2 separate regions of the Mus musculus genome follow, and region 1 is linked to region 2. Evidence: chromatin contacts called from public HiChIP or PLAC-seq data. All regions are on one chromosome and are shown on one strand. Each heading gives the region's core, a stretch centred on a gene start, on an enhancer-like site or on the middle of the called end of the contact. The rest is flanking DNA. Distances are from core to core; before and after follow the strand shown. Region 1 has its middle 9.5 kb from the start of Il1b. Region 2 holds the start of AI847159 (expressed sequence AI847159).

Evidence for each region. HiChIP or PLAC-seq counts read pairs in DNA pulled down with a chosen protein or histone mark.
Region 1: a contact with region 2 is called in an H3K4me3 HiChIP or PLAC-seq map of bone marrow-derived macrophages, with 3 times the contacts expected there. The contact joins the enhancer-like site here to the promoter of AI847159 in region 2. A contact is called at or near these places in 5 of 39 promoter capture datasets (the C10 cell line, hippocampal neurons, liver and 2 more), 1 of 484 Hi-C or Micro-C datasets (B cells), 3 of 115 datasets of contacts at active chromatin or transcription factors (bone marrow-derived macrophages and microglia) and 1 of 9 other capture datasets (embryonic stem cells).

The regions. Positions count from the first base shown.
Region 1 is chr2:129,379,285-129,381,984 of GRCm38.p6, reverse strand. It overlaps the pseudogene Spcs2-ps. Among named protein-coding and RNA genes, the nearest start is that of Il1b, 9.5 kb to the right of the region's middle. Within about 2 kb of position 1,339, at least 58 of the 459 cell types and tissues checked have an H3K27ac peak or open chromatin away from gene starts, as enhancers often do. A contact at or near this core is called in B cells, bone marrow-derived macrophages, macrophages and 1 more, where this site is marked.
Region 2 is chr2:129,179,276-129,181,975 of GRCm38.p6, reverse strand. It overlaps AI847159 (expressed sequence AI847159), which reads left to right and starts at 1,303. Exons shown (of 3, transcript NR_045264.1): 1 at 1,303-1,522; 2 at 1,717-1,766.

The sequences.
Region 1 (2,700 bases), core at 90-2,589, 200 kb before region 2:
TTCAAGTAGCATATGGTTTAAATAGCCGGAGCTAAAATGGAGACAGCTTCAACTACAACGCAGTAGTCAGTAGGGATAGAGAGAAATTTACCCACACAAAAGAACAGCTTAATCCATAGATAGTAGGTTTGAGATGAATAGATAAGTCCTTGGGGTGGTGGCATTTGGAGAACAATTTATAGTTGAAGTAAGTTCTACAGTGATTGAGGAAGCAAGGCATGGATAATGGAGCTCTTCTCCCTTTTGCTCTTACATATACACTATACTTTCATTGAACTTAACACTTTAATATTTTAAACAAAATTTATTGTATATAATACCAAAAAGCTTAAGAAGGATAGTTTTATCATTACAAATCAATACCTCTTTCCTGGAACATTATACCAAGCATTGCTAGATATTAAAATTTGTATTTAAGACTGGACATTGTGTGACTATCTCACTGATGTCTATAAGATATTGGTAGATTGTCTAAACTTAATAATCTCAGTAAAAAATGGAGCCCATCCCAGAGCCTGGTAAGTTTTAGGCTATATATCAATAATCCTGTCTTGTCTTCACAGTAAGGATTAAGGTCTGTCCACCATCAGACTCCTTCATCCCACACTGCTCAGTCATATCAGTCACCCAGAGTCTAGTCCTGGACCTGATCAAGACACCAACAAATTTTGAGTGGCCCTGCTGGTAACTTTCCCTTGTTTGAGATGGAAAACTCTGTTCCATCCAACAAGGAGGAAGTGACTGGAGACATGAAATTAACAACGTCCTAGAGGGAAATGGCCAAACCACCTCCCATGAAGTAAAAACCAGAGAGATGAAATAGGCAGATCAGACATGTTAGAAGTAGTTTATCATAGATGGGAGGGCCCCAAGTCCATAAAGAAAAAACATTATTCCAAAGGCATAAACCCTGAAGAGATTTTTTTTTAAAGCAGAGAAGGAGAAAACAAAAGGGCATCCATAACCAAGGCTGCCAGTCACAGGTGAGGAAGTGAATCGGAATAAGGAAGAAGCTCGGAAAAGGGGAAGAAACACAACCCACGACTCATTTGGAAAGTCCCAGTGTTGCCCCCAGAGACAGAGAAAGAAACAAATTCACACAACATGTCACCCACTGAAGGGCAAAGAAGAAAGGTATGGAATGGAGTTGGCCCCCATGTCAGCAGCACAGTGTAGAAACACAGGAGCAGAATTCCTGAGATGTACATCTCTAGCCAGCAATCCTGCTTAGAATACGATTGTGTCTATAAGAAAACGGTCCAGCAATGGGTTCTGTGTAGACAGGAGGAGGGGCAGTAAGTGGTCAGAGCAATTAAAAGTGCAGTAGAGCAGTACTAGATAATACTTAGAAGTCATTATGGAGGCTGGGGTGATGCAGCGGGGAAGTGGCTGATAGTAGGTACTGCATAAGGGCCATTAAAAAAAAAAAAACAAACAAATGATTGTTTCTAGTTTGCATCCAAGAAAAATGGTAAAATGCAATGATGTGGGAACGAGACTCTGACCTAAAATAAGCAGACAATCCACTGAAGGAAGCCTGAGGGAGGGGCGGGGCAGACCCTGCAGTTGTCCAAACAGGGAAGCGAAACAAAGAAGTCTGAGAATGAAAACCCAGTTCAGACTGACTTCATCAACCAGGATTGGACGTGGGGAGTCTGGTGACAGGAGGATCATTGCCAGCATATTTAAAACACAATACAATTTGGGAAAAAGTTTCCTGGTTAATAGGATCCCCAGTGCACAGCAAAGCATAATTATATTGAAACTTGATTTAGGGTATATGCCATTTCTTCCAAGAAGATGGGGGGGAGGGGGTAGAGGTAGGCTACCTGGACTAGCTTAAGGGTCTAAGGGTTTAAGGGTCTGGTCTTGATCATACAGATAATGCAGAAGTCATTTGGGCTATTAACCAACTCTGGTCCTGATTGTAGGAGCTTGCTATGGCCTGGCCCAACAGATAATGTAGATCACCAGGCTGTTAATCAATCACCTCCAATTCCCAGCTTTCTGGGTGGGAAAACAAGTTTTATATCTAAGCCTTTGAAGGAACAGTCTTGTGTGCTTAACATTCTTGGTTTCTCTGGAGATCTGGAGACATAAGGATCTTCCTGCTGTGCTCCCAACAGGAAGCCCATTGAAATTATGCATTAGTTATGGCTGCTCTTCTGAAGCAATAGCAAAGTCATTGCACCTCAAAGAAACCCCATCTGCCCTTTTAGAACGCATTCACGGGTGCTGGAGAGATGGGCACTCTTGCAGAGGACTCAGATTGATTCCCAGAGCTTCTATGGTGGCTCCCAACCGTCTGTAACTCTGTTCAAGGGTCTAATGCCACAGTACACATGTGTCCATGCAGGCAAAGCACTCAAATTCATTACAAATAAATAAATCTTTTCCAGAACCCTCAGATAAGTAGTACCAGAGCCCCATGTTCATGGCATTTTCACCTACTGGGAAAAAGGACAGAAAGACATGCACCCAGCCACCTAGAGCTGTTTCTGCTAGATGCAAAGGGAAGCCATGCTGTCAATGGCCTTCCAAAGGTAGCACAACTGCTTGTTCAACCAAAGAGAGAAAGCAGAGACAAGATGGCGGCAGTGCCGTCGCAAGGAGGGAGAAGTTGGTGGTGGCGGAGGCAGTAGTGGGGCTGGTGGCCGCCCCAGCTGCGGGACAAGCAGCAGCCGCAGTGGTTTGTTGGAT
Region 2 (2,700 bases), core at 54-2,553:
GAAGAGGGTGTCAGGTTCCCCTGGAACTGGAGTTACAGAGGACTGTTAGCTACGGAGTAGGTGCTGGGAACTGACTTCAGGTCCTCTGAAAGAGCGATCAGTTATCTCTCCAGCCCAGTGCTGTCCCTTTGACAGACTGATCACTGCTATCCTAGAAAGTATTTGATAAAGTTAAAAGAACAAAGACCCTGGTAAGTTAGCCTCGGCCAAATCATAGTTGGATCGTTCTTATCAGCTTTCCTCATGGAGGTGGAGTGCCCCCTATCGGAATGGCTAGAAAGTAGCCGCTCCCCCACCCCCATGTCTGCAAGGTCTTTCTCTGTACAAGATGTGTAGGTAGTGTTACCAGGACACAAACAGAATCATGACAACACTTTGCAGTGTAATTTCATGATTTATATATCAATTATGTTTTATGAAGTTATTTTTAACTGACTAAAAGGTTTTATAGCTGGAATGTTGCTATATTGGGATGGAAGACTGGAATAATCTTCCCCAGCCCTGCATTCCTCTCACCTCTTGCTCAAGGTGAGGCTATGCTAGGCAGGAGGAGGGGCAACTGCTTATCACCTGCCACTATTCCCGTTGAATGTCCAATCACCTCCTGCCTCTCTAGGCCTAAGAGCCACTTTGTATCCCCCCGCCCCCCCCCCCCCCCCCGCCCCGTCTCTAAAGTCCAGGCTTGTTTTCTTAATTTCTTAGATTAGTAAATCTAAACATGCTATTGTAGGCATTCCTGAGCTCTATGAACCCACTGTTAACTCTCTACTCCTTGGCCAAGGACAGCTTCTGTCATTCTGAGACAGTGGCCTGCTTTGTCCTTCCATGGCCTGCTGGATCCCTCTAAGTCTCCCTAGAAAAATACGAAAAGGGGCCAGGTGTGGTGGCACACGCCTTTAATCCCAGCACTCGGGAGGCAGAGGCAGGTGGATTTCTGAGTTCGAGGCCAGCCTGGTCTACAAAGTGATTTCCAGGACAGACAGGGCTATACAGAAAAACCCTGTCCCGAAAAAAAAAGAAAGAAAGAAAGAAAGAAAGAAAGAAAGAAAGAAAGAAAGAAAGAAAGAAAGAGAAAAAGAAAAAGACGAAAGGGTACAATACAAAAGGAAAAAATACAAGGAACCAAAGAGGAAAAATACAAAAAGCACAAGCAGGTCCTATATCCAGACCATGAGGCCATCGCCACTGTCAGCTAACCCTGGAGAGGCTCCTTCCTTGGCAACAAGGTCAAGTTCACAGTCTGCAAAGCAGGACTGGCCAGAGCCCTCATTTGATTATAGCTTAATCCTAATCTGACCAGGTTTGGATGCAAAGCTTTCTCAGTTTAACAGTGACCGGAGTATCTCTGCTCTTTAGGACAGAGCTTTCTATCTTAAGGTCCCAACAAGTGCTTTTTGGTGTCGGTGCTAGAGTTTCATGTTTGCTGAGCAAGTGCTCTACCGCCGAGCTGCATCTCCAAACCCACACAGGAAGCCTTGTAAAAAACTGAAATGAAAGAAAATACCAGAGCACATTCAACAATGTGAGTATTATTTCCTGAAAATTGTGGTAAGGCGTGTGTGTGTGTGTGTGTATGTGTGTGTAAACTGTTCATAATATAAAATGTATTTCTTTGTGTGGGTGGGGGTTTAAAAAGTTTTGAAAATATTGACTTAAAGGAAAATATCCATTCCTCAAATAGTATACAAATATTATCAGAGCTGTGTCTTGCTCTAGGAGAAAGAAAAACAAAAGTTGGCTACCACATCTGGAAAGCTCCGGATGGGGTAAGTACAAAGGCCACCAGCACAGGATGTAAAAACCACAGTCTGAGGGGTGTCATGGGAGAAGCCACCTCCTTCTTTAGGCCTGATGGCTGGTTCTGACATTGGCTAGGGAAGGAAGGGAAATGGTATGCTTCTGATGAAGCACGGATACCAAGCCACAGCCCCAAGCCCCATGGCTGGAGCTGCTACCAAGACCTTGGTGTGAATGCTGGGAAAGGACCCAGAGTGATGGGAACAGACAGGGATGAGAAGAACAAAAGTGGGAGATATGGATATATAAATATAAATATGTATATATAATTGAGTATTTATATTATATTTAATGTATGTATGTATATGTGTATATATAATATTTTTTAAGGGAAGGGGGGTGGAACAGTGGAGGACAGCCACTTGAAGGCCAGATGTTGCCTTTGTTTCTACCTCAAGGCCTTTTTAGACTTACCTCATTACTGATTCTGATTAAGATGTATGCTACATGAGTCCATGGTCCGATAGGAATTTCTACATTTAGATTTTCCTTGTATGTTCCTGTCTGGCTAGAGCCAGTGTTGCTGTCTGGTTACCAGACTCAGCTGTGCCTCCCCTCACAAAGCACAGGGGTTTTCTCTTCTCATGTTCTCTGGGTTTCCCTGCTGAGCCCTATAGCCTGTCCTTTCGGCTATTTTGTGGATGCTTTTTTCTTTACCCTTCTCCACTTTTTCAACCCCTTAATATTAGATAGAAGAGAGAAAAGGATGGCGGGGAAAGGGGGCGATGATATTGTTAGGATAATTCCTGCTGATTAGGGCTGTTGAGTTCCTTAGGGCAAGTTTGATCTTCACAGTCAGGATATCTTTCTCTTTCTTCCTTTCTCTCTCTCTCTTTCTTCCTTTCTCTCTCCTTCTTTCTCTCTCTCTCTCTTTTTTCCGAGACAGGGTTTCTCTGTATAGCC